3 separate regions of the Mus musculus genome follow, and regions 2 and 3 are each linked to region 1. Evidence: chromatin contacts called from public HiChIP or PLAC-seq and promoter capture Hi-C data. All regions are on one chromosome and are shown on one strand. Each heading gives the region's core, a stretch centred on a gene start, on an enhancer-like site or on the middle of the called end of the contact. The rest is flanking DNA. Distances are from core to core; before and after follow the strand shown. Region 1 holds the start of Med12l (mediator complex subunit 12-like). Region 2 holds the start of F630111L10Rik (RIKEN cDNA F630111L10 gene). Region 3 overlaps 4930593A02Rik (RIKEN cDNA 4930593A02 gene).

Region 1 (2,852 bases), core at 158-2,657:
ACCTTTCTTTACACTTGGTCTTTAGAGTCTCTCTTCTTTCCAGACCTTAGGAGCTGCATAAGCACATGCTGCCCACCTGTAAACTTCCCAGCCATCTTCAATCGACTTCCCTGACCCTCAAACTCAATGGGAGAAGGCCAAAAGGAATTGCTCGTGATGATTTCTCAGACACATTATTAGCCAGTCTGGGCTGAGCCTCTACTAAAGAGACGGATACATTTATCAAAATAGAAGCCTGAAAGAACTCTGACTTGCAAAGTCCTCTTGTGAAATCAGGGGACACGCAAACTTTTATAGACTTTCCAGGCTCACGGGAAGACTAGAATACATGGCAGTTTCATGCTTAACTATAGAAAAGAGAAGATGGGTGGGCTGTAGCTGGCAAAGTCTCAAAGGACAGCTGGGGAGCAGGGGAACCAAAAAAGAGAAGATAGGCAAGTCTCTGGGCAAATTGTATAGCCAAGGGCGATCATTATTATGGCTGGAGAGTTGTTACATAATTACTTTTTAACTCCTGACACATACCTACATAGCTTACAATAACCACTGAAGCTACTGTATGTGCAACAGCCAAGGTTTCTCCATTTAATTTCATTCAAAGAAAATAAGTAATCTGGAAGCTATTCCTTTCTAAGATAACTTGTCTGCTTTTACACATACAAAACAGCCTCCGGGAAAGCCAATTTGTCTCTCTAGAAACAAAATTCGGTGTTTCTCTTCAATATTGTTTTCTTAAATTTTTTTTAAAGGCGAGAGATACAGAGGTACATTCACCGAGCCAAATATATGATCACCTCGCTAAAAAACGACTTCCATTCCAAAGTGGAGGATGTGATAAGGGTCCCTCCCCCATCCGTACCCATACCGCTGGCGCAAAACGCAAGACCACAGTGTCCGATGTACTGCATTCCAGCATTTGTCAAAAAGTTTACGAGGATTTATCGAAGCGACGGAGTAAAAAACAATAAAACAAGCAAAAACGGAGGAAAGCGAGCAAGAAGATGCTAGCGAGGTAGAAGCGGTAAAGCGCCCAGCGGCGCAGTGCAAGGCCCGACAACCGGGAAGCGACCCAGCCCCCCGCAGAGCGATCGCCCAGCGGAGCGCGGGGGTTGGCAGGCTCCGGGTCTCAGTAGCTCAGGGTCCCTGATACCCTAACCCGGGCCCCGCCTCCGATCCCCTCCCCAGCCCTTCCCCCGCAGCGCCGGGGACGCCCGCCGGGCCAGCTTGGCCCCGGGTCAGCGCTGCGGAGCGCCGCACAACCGCGGAGGCCGCCGGCGCCCTTACCTCCTTCTGCTTAGGGTCCTGCGGGTAGACGTCGGGCGGCCCGAGCCGCGGGCGCTTCAGCGGTCTCTGCTCATAGCTGAGAAGCCCGAAGGCGGCCATGATCTCTCATGTTAACCGGCGAAATGAATGAGAGTTGGAGCTGGAGCTGGAGCAGCCGCCTCTGAGCACCAGGGAGCAGCACTTTGCAGACAGACTCCCTCTTCCCTCCACTCTGGCTCGCCGTGGCGCTGCAGGCAGGAGAAAAAGCAGGTTGGAGACGGCCGCTGCCCGCGCGCAGACGCGCTCAGGGGGGCCGCCTTCGTGGGCACCCCGCTGCGCCGAGCCCCGGGACGCCTGCTCCGCGGGCGGCGGCGGCGGCGCCCGGGCTGGAGGTCGGCCAGGGTCCGCCGCGGCCACGGCCTCCCGCCACCCCCACTCGGTCCCCAGGGGGAGGAGCAGATGATGGGAACGTGTGACTTTCTTCACCAATGAACCCAAACCCACCCAGAGGGGCCCAGGCTGGGGTGGGGGAGGGGCATAAAGGGGGAAAAAACTTTTCTTGGCGCCTAGGCGGGAGGCTCGGTGCCCGCCGAGAGCTAGGCGTCCTCGGGCACGCGAGGTGCTGCGCAGCGGCCCGCGCCCACTTCCTGGCTCGCCATGCCCGGCGCTCGCAGCTTTGCACTCGGAGGACCCGCCGCCCGGGCACGGAACCGCGGACGCGGAGGGAGAGAGGCCGCGAGAGGCGAGGATGCGGACGCCGAGCGAGGCCGGTGCCTCCGGGTTCAGCCAGTGCACGAGCTGCGCGGGTCCCCTCGGCGGCGCCGGGGCGCTTTGCTGGCTGCCGGCTGCAGCGGCCGCGGCGGCTGGAGGGGGCCGCGCTCGCTGTGGCGCGGGGCCGACTTAACCCTTTGCTGGCCCTCCCGGGGCTGGGGAGGGGGTGAGCAGAGGTGGCCGCGAGCACCGACGGACACATCGGGAGCACGGGCGACTGGGCTCCCCGGGCCACCCCTAGACGTCGCGCGCCCTGATCCCCACCCCCAACAGTTTACCTGTTGGTCCCTAGCTAGCGGCTAGGCAGGGGCGGGCAGCCGGGACGCCCTGGCGGCCGCAGCCTCCATCGCTCCGTTAGGGTTGGGGAATTGGATTTGACGTTGCGAGGTGTCTGGCTCGCCAGACTGCGGACGCCGCGAAGTTTGCGGCTGCCTGGGGGCGTCGCTCGCTGTCGCCAGCGTTCTCGCCCCCACGGCCCGGGAGCGCGAGCTCCCGAGTTGGCGGACGGCGGCGCGGCGGCCGCACTGAGCATGCCCAGCTTGGCGGCCGGACCGCGGAGGAGTTGGCTGCGAGCGCCTCGAGCGCTCCCATCTGCCTCTCCGGGTTTTCGCAGCCGCAGAGCGCGCATTCCACGGGCCCTGCGCCCCAGCTGGCTGCAGGGTTAACCCGGCTATGGAACCAGCCCCAGGAGGGACCCCGGGCCTCGAGCTGCGCCCTCCGCCTCGACCCCTCCTGGGGTCGCCATCCCGGCAGCCTAGGCGAAACCTCACCTGCTCGCATCACAGGGATGGGAACCGCGGGGAGGGGGCGATCCTTTC
Region 2 (3,115 bases), core at 60-2,559, 150 kb before region 1:
CTCTCTCTCTCTCTTTCTATCAGAGCCAAGTAATGAGCTTCCCTCAACTAGCTCTGGTCACAAATGCCCAAGTCATAAGATGTGTAGTGATTAGGCTTGCACATGATACACAAAATAAAAATCTATACTTCTTAAGGAAAAAAATATGTGTGTCCTGGTTGCTTTTCCATTCTCAGTGTCCAGAACACTGCCTACTGCTTAGTAAGTACAGTGAATCGAAACAGTGCTTTCTGTGCAGGTGACGTAACTGTAAACGCCTAGGTTAAAATGTTAAGGCAAAAATCAATTGTAAACATAAGCTCTTAGAGCTTAATTTAGGCAACAGAACCTGAGTGAGCACATAGGAAATGTAGGAGCCTTTGGTTATCTCTCTCTTGGAGCCCCATCCACTGTTGGGGTTTCTTTTTCCTGCTCCCTTCACTCAGCATGAATGGAAGAGGGGGGTGGTCAAAGGAAAAGGATGGAAATACAAGAACTCCACAAAGAACTTTTTAGAACAGTATTAGTTACCTTTGAGTCATTTCCATATGTTCTATACCATGTATTGTTATATCATTATACATTTATGTTAAGTATTATGAGAAATCTAGAGATGATTTAAGGCACTTATGGAAGAATAAGTATAGGTTAAATGCGAATATATCACTTTTTATAAATGACTTCCTATAAGTGTAAATCTCCAGATGACGAGAGCAGCTGCGGATTTTGTTATCACGCCAAGGGAGTTCAGGAATCAGTCCTGCCATGAACACAAAGGCTGCTGTATGCAGTGCAGTGGGAAGGATATAGAACTTTAAAAACTATCACTACAGAAGCTGGAATGAACTTAAAATATGAGTTATAGCATGAACAATACAAACTTACCAAAATTTTAACAAGTGATGTGTTCATCTATACTTATGAGCTACTTGCCAGCAATAATTAAATATTTTTTTTAAATGTGGAAAAAAGAGACCAACAACAGCCCTTATGCCAAAATTCACTACCCAAGTGCTAACTCAAATTCCTAGGTAGCTCTAATACCGCCACACTCCTGAACCTGCTGTTCTCTATCACTAATAATCTCCTCTTAGGAAAGTGTGTGGCTCTTCTTGTTCCCCATTGCTTACTGCATTGAACTGTCAATGGTGAGGTTTACAGAGGAAAATCCCTGTGAGTGATAAGGAAGCAAAGGAAAAAGTAGGGAGAAGAAAAAGATGATGTGGGGGAGGGCAGGGAGATTTGGTCAGGCTGCTGTTTGTATGACTCATGGAGGGAACCAGCGGAGGACAGCCTGACACTCACGCAGATCAAAACATCTAGCCATGCCCTGCTTCCACTTTCTAGCCTTGACTGCATTCTAACTGCTCAGATGCAGTGCCCAGCCAACCCATTATCTCGTGGCTTCTGTCAAGTTCCTGATTTTTCTTCTCTTCTTGAAGATGAGGAAGAACTCGGCTTAAGTGTCCTCTGGAACCTACACTGAGACATATTCCAACATGAGTGTAGTCTGACGTGCACTACAGGAGCCATAAGCAGGTAAGGAGATTCTTCATGAAATAACCTGGGTGTGTGGATGGAAGGGTTAGGTCTGAACTGGGTTACACTGGGCAATCTTCATGTTTTACCAGTAGAGTCAGTTTGTGTTTAAAAATGGCAATTGTTTGGCACGTTAAGTATTTGTCGATGGCAATTTGGGGGTCCAAACCTTAAGTGCTCTAATTGATTATTTGGGGCTCCCAGCTGGGTTTAACGTGTCTGTAGTAATTCAAAAGAAACTTTCACAAGTGTCCATCTTGGACATTTCTACCGTGTGAAAGGACACAGAGATGGTTCTCAAAAGTAAGTTCACTGCCGTATTTCTTCTTTCAAAATTTCTCATTACGTACGAATAGTTTCTCCTTTTCTGCCACTGCACACATACACATATAACAAAACTGTGTCTGTTTGAACGCATAGTTACACAGAGAGGAGCTTTTAGCTTGGTCTTGCTGGGAAAGTTAATCCTAATTGCATCTAATAAAATTTGTATTTATTCTTAAGGAAGCTTAAAAACCATATATCTTCATATCCTATACATAGCAAAAATTTACATTCATTAGAAACTTAGTTTATAAATAATCAGTTAAACTCCTTAAAATGCTTGAACTAGTTTCAATTCAACACGTAGGGCGGAGCATGGATCTAGTGTCAGTGCACTCAGTGAGCCCATGCAAGCCACCTAGATTGTTTTGTTTACTGCTGAGTTTTTGGAAGGTTTTTTTTTTTTTTTCTTTTTTTTGGTTGGTTGGTTGGTTGGTTGGTTTTTGCTTGTTTTGTTTTAGGAAATTTAATCCTATGGAGGAAATAAGAGTAAAAAAAAACAACTTACACGTTTATCTTTTTTTAAATATACAAAATCAAAAATACATTTCAAGACTAAATCATCTAAATCCTAACTTGAAATATCAAAGTAACATTTTAAGTTCTATAAACACATAAAACCTTATACTTTAATAAAACTTATAAATACATACAAGCACACGTGTACAGTTTCACATGTGTAGATGTACATATAGCACACATGGTTATACCTGTTAAACCCAAAGAAGAAGAGAGGAAACACCAAGCTGCTCAGAGCTTCAGTCAGGGGAATCGGGCAGCCTGTGGGAAGTGAGCTACCATTTGCTGCCCTGTAGCAGCAGCAAGAGGAGGAAGCAGGACCCGAAGCCCTGAGCGGCTACCTGAAGGCAACAGAGCTGACCCTATCAGGATCTAAATCCCCTGCATGCTATGAGGCCGGCCCTGCCGCTGGTGCCCACAGACAAACGATTTCAATCTGCTTTACCCTGCGATGGCTTCACTTGCTTCCTGTTCTGCCTCATAATCTACCAGTTATCCACGGGTCACCACGCCCTCCCACGCTCCTCCATCCACCCTTAGTCATGTATTTTTAGGATGTTTTGTTTTTTTCACTAAATTATCACTGACAACTTTCAAAAAAATTATCATCATAGCGAGGACACAGTAGTAAGGAGAAACATCTCTCAAAGTAGTCGTAAAAAGGGACAAATAGTTAATGTTAGTACCACAAGGTACTAAGTACTAGGTACTAAGTAACATCCTGAGTACCTGATCCACCAAGCTCCCTAAACCT
Region 3 (3,012 bases), core at 85-2,584, 220 kb after region 1:
AGTCCTGAGTGCTATTTGAAAGCTGGCTGAACAAGCCATGGGGAGCAAGCCAGTACGCATCACTCCTCCGTAGCCTCTGCATGGGCTCCTGCTTCCTTCCAGGCTGCTGCTCCAGTTACTGCTTGGACTTCTTGATGATAGATTTCAAGCTGTGAATTAAAATAAACCCTTTCATCCTCAGGTTGCTTTTGGTCATGATGTTTTATCACAGCTCTATAAACCCTAAGACAAACCTAGACTAGTATGTCACTCAGAATAATAGTACACTATCAGAGGAGAAACATGGAAACAATTCTTTAAGTTTAAGCTTACTGATGTCACTAGACCAGATAGTACTAGGCAAGGGGCAGGCAGGTGTGGGGTTCCTCATCTTTCAGAAACAGCCCAAAGCAACTGGATGAGACTTGCATTGCCCTGTCCAGATCATAGAACTTTTAGTCACACCTGGACCTAACCTTACCTTGAACATAAATAAGAAACAATAAGTATATATTATCAACTGTCATAATTACTATGAGACATTACCATTCATTCATTCATTCATTCATTCAATTTTTCTAGTCTCCGTGTCATTTTTGACCAAAATATCTGAAAACAGCTTAAGGAATTCTTTTTTTTTTTTTTTTTTTTTTTTTTTTTTTTTTTTTTTTTTTGCTCATTGTCTCATAGGTTTCCAGCACGGTAAGGAAGCTAAAGCCGAACAGAGAAGTTCATATCAAGATGGACAGGATATTAGAAGGGGTCAGGGAAGTACACAGCTTCAAGGATACATGGTCAGTGATCTTCCTCCACCTTGATGCAATTTCCCAGTTTCCAGAACCTCCCCCAAATAGCGCCCCCAACTGGGGGTCAAGTGTATAATATGGATCTATAGGGGCCATTTCCTTCCGTGTACCAGCCGCCTCCTACGTCTCGTGGGGTTTATGCTTTCCTGAAACGATGGCATGAGTCGAAAACCCACCACACTGATTCGAAACTGAAAACTGAGGTTAGTGTTTAGAAGGGAGGGAGTGTGGTATGCCAATCTTATTTTAAAAACTGGGATAAGGCATCTCCTAAGAAGTCAGCTTAGGCTGAGCAGAGGTAACTGGGTGACGAGCTGGATGACGAACGAGTGGGTATGACGCTCTGTGGAGGGTTTGCCAGAACAAAGGAGAAGCCAACAGGACCGATGTGCAGAGAACAAGGTGCAGAGAGGGTGAGAAACAGCTGGACTGGCAGGCAAGGCACCACATGGCATTCTACACTAGGGGGCGCGAGGATCTAGAAGGATTTTAATAGGCCTGGCAGGATTTGCATTTTGAACAAATGCCTTGGTGTGAAAACAGACTGGCAAGAGCCCAGAGTGCGTGCAGAGACTAGCTGGATGGTTGTCAGGACTGTGTGGCTGAGGATGATATGAGCAGATTGAGGGCAGTTACCGGAGACTGACTTTGTTCCCTCGCTAAAAAGAGGGAGGAAAAGGTAGGTATGTAGAGAGCAGAGGGGAGAGGGAGACTCTCTTCCCACTGGCTAGAGTTAGTTTGGACTTCACAGGGCCTGAACCAATGCTGAGGGACATGATAAAAATCAAAGGAACTTGCATGATGTAAGACCTCTAAGGGACCTCTCAGAGGACAAACAGACCTTATATAAAATATAGGCATTTCCAGCATGGTAATTGTTTAAGTTTACATTTGTAAATATTCTGGTCTGACATTCTTTGGGAAAGAGGAAAGGGAGAGAGGGAAAGACAAGGGAGAGAAAAAGAGAGCGAGGAGAGAGAGGGAGAGAGGAGGAGGAGAGAAAAAAGGAACTTAGAGAGGAGAAAGGGGAGGCTGATTTTACGTGGGGGGAAAGGCTTCCCAAAAACCCACAGGAGTCAGTCTGAGCAGCAGAACACAAGCACTAGTGAAAGAGAAGTCACGGTGGAAACAAACAGCCCAGACCCTAGAGGAGGTCAGAAAAGCCCAAGTGCAGCAGTGGTACACTTCTAGGTGTTTCCATCTGGCTTGCTACTAGTCTGTGTGTCCATCCGGGGTGTGGGTCAGTGGTGGAACATTTGTCTCACATCGCATTCCATCCCTACCACTCAAGGGAAAAAAAAAAGCCCGACTTCAGGAGAATAAATGAAAAAACAGATTGCAGAAATGCATCCTGTCGCACATCCCTAAGGCACCATTAGTGGTCACCAGACACAATCTAAATAACAGGTAGTTTTAGTAAGTGATTGTGTTAAAAATCAGAGAGGACCAGGTTTAGATTCAACCCATTATTTTCAGATTATCGAGTTCCAATTACTTTAGTAACTTACTTATTTATGAGGCATAGGGTCTTATGGATCCCATCCAGGCTGGCCTTGAACTCTCTGTAGCTGAGGCTGGCCTTGAGGTTCTGCTCCTCGTGCCTTTGCCTCCTGACTGTGGGGATTACAGACAAGTACCACCAAGCCTGGTTTATAGAGTTGGAGATTTGACCCGGTGTTTCATGGATGCTAAGCGAGCACTCTGCCAACTGAGACATACCCTCATCTCTACAGTTTAATCATATTTAAAATATTCATCTCATATATCTTTCCAAAAAAGGACTTGGGGTGGATGGTATATGCTAAACTTCCACAAAACTTTGTGTCATTTTCTTTCCTTCGGTAACTGAACGACGAAGAAAGTGTTTTCAGTGCTGTCCACAAGGTGGTGCTATGAGAGTGGTATTTTCAATCGGATTATCAAGTATAATTATCTAGGTAAAGGTGAGCAAGTTACACACACACAGACATACACACACACTAAATGCATTTTTAAAATACAATAAACCCATGCAATAGAATATTTTCTGAAATAAAAAGGAATAACATATGTAGATGACCACATTGTAGTTGGCTATCCCATAGATGACCTTGAAAAAGTATGCCAAGTGAAAGACCACACATCATACAAGCTAGTATATATTAAATTACTATAACAGACAAAGGTAGAGGATAAACAATGATTGGCTGTTTCCTAAGGTTGGAGAAAGGGCAGAAATGTGGTGTGG

Evidence for each region. HiChIP or PLAC-seq counts read pairs in DNA pulled down with a chosen protein or histone mark. Capture Hi-C pulls out chosen DNA fragments and counts their contacts.
Region 2: a contact with region 1 is called in a promoter capture Hi-C map of pancreatic islet. The contact joins the promoter of F630111L10Rik here to the promoter of Med12l in region 1.
Region 3: an H3K4me3 HiChIP or PLAC-seq map of forebrain shows a contact between it and region 1, with 4 times the contacts expected there. The contact joins the enhancer-like site here to the promoter of Med12l in region 1. A contact is called at or near these places in 2 of 39 promoter capture datasets (embryonic stem cells and hippocampal neurons), 6 of 484 Hi-C or Micro-C datasets (cerebral cortex, cortical neurons, embryonic fibroblasts and 2 more), 7 of 115 datasets of contacts at active chromatin or transcription factors (embryonic forebrain, embryonic stem cells, fetal liver and 2 more) and 2 of 9 other capture datasets (adipose tissue and pancreatic islet).

Annotation. Positions count from the first base shown.
Region 1 is chr3:59,005,533-59,008,384 of GRCm38.p6, reverse strand. It overlaps Med12l (mediator complex subunit 12-like), which reads right to left and starts at 1,407. Exons shown (of 44, transcript NM_177855.3): 1 at 1,285-1,407. The coding sequence starts at 1,383.
Region 2 is chr3:59,151,822-59,154,936 of GRCm38.p6, reverse strand. F630111L10Rik (RIKEN cDNA F630111L10 gene) reads left to right here and starts at 1,309. Exons shown (of 1, transcript NR_045641.1): 1 at 1,309-3,115. The region is part of intron 15 of Med12l (mediator complex subunit 12-like); the gene reads right to left. It also overlaps a transcript of P2ry14 not described here.
Region 3 is chr3:58,784,308-58,787,319 of GRCm38.p6, reverse strand. All of the region lies in intron 8 of 4930593A02Rik (RIKEN cDNA 4930593A02 gene), which reads right to left. Among named protein-coding and RNA genes, the nearest start is that of Gm40059, 39 kb to the left of the region's middle. Within about 2 kb of position 1,334, at least 30 of the 459 cell types and tissues checked have an H3K27ac peak or open chromatin away from gene starts, as enhancers often do. A contact at or near this core is called in cerebral cortex, cortical neurons and forebrain, where this site is marked.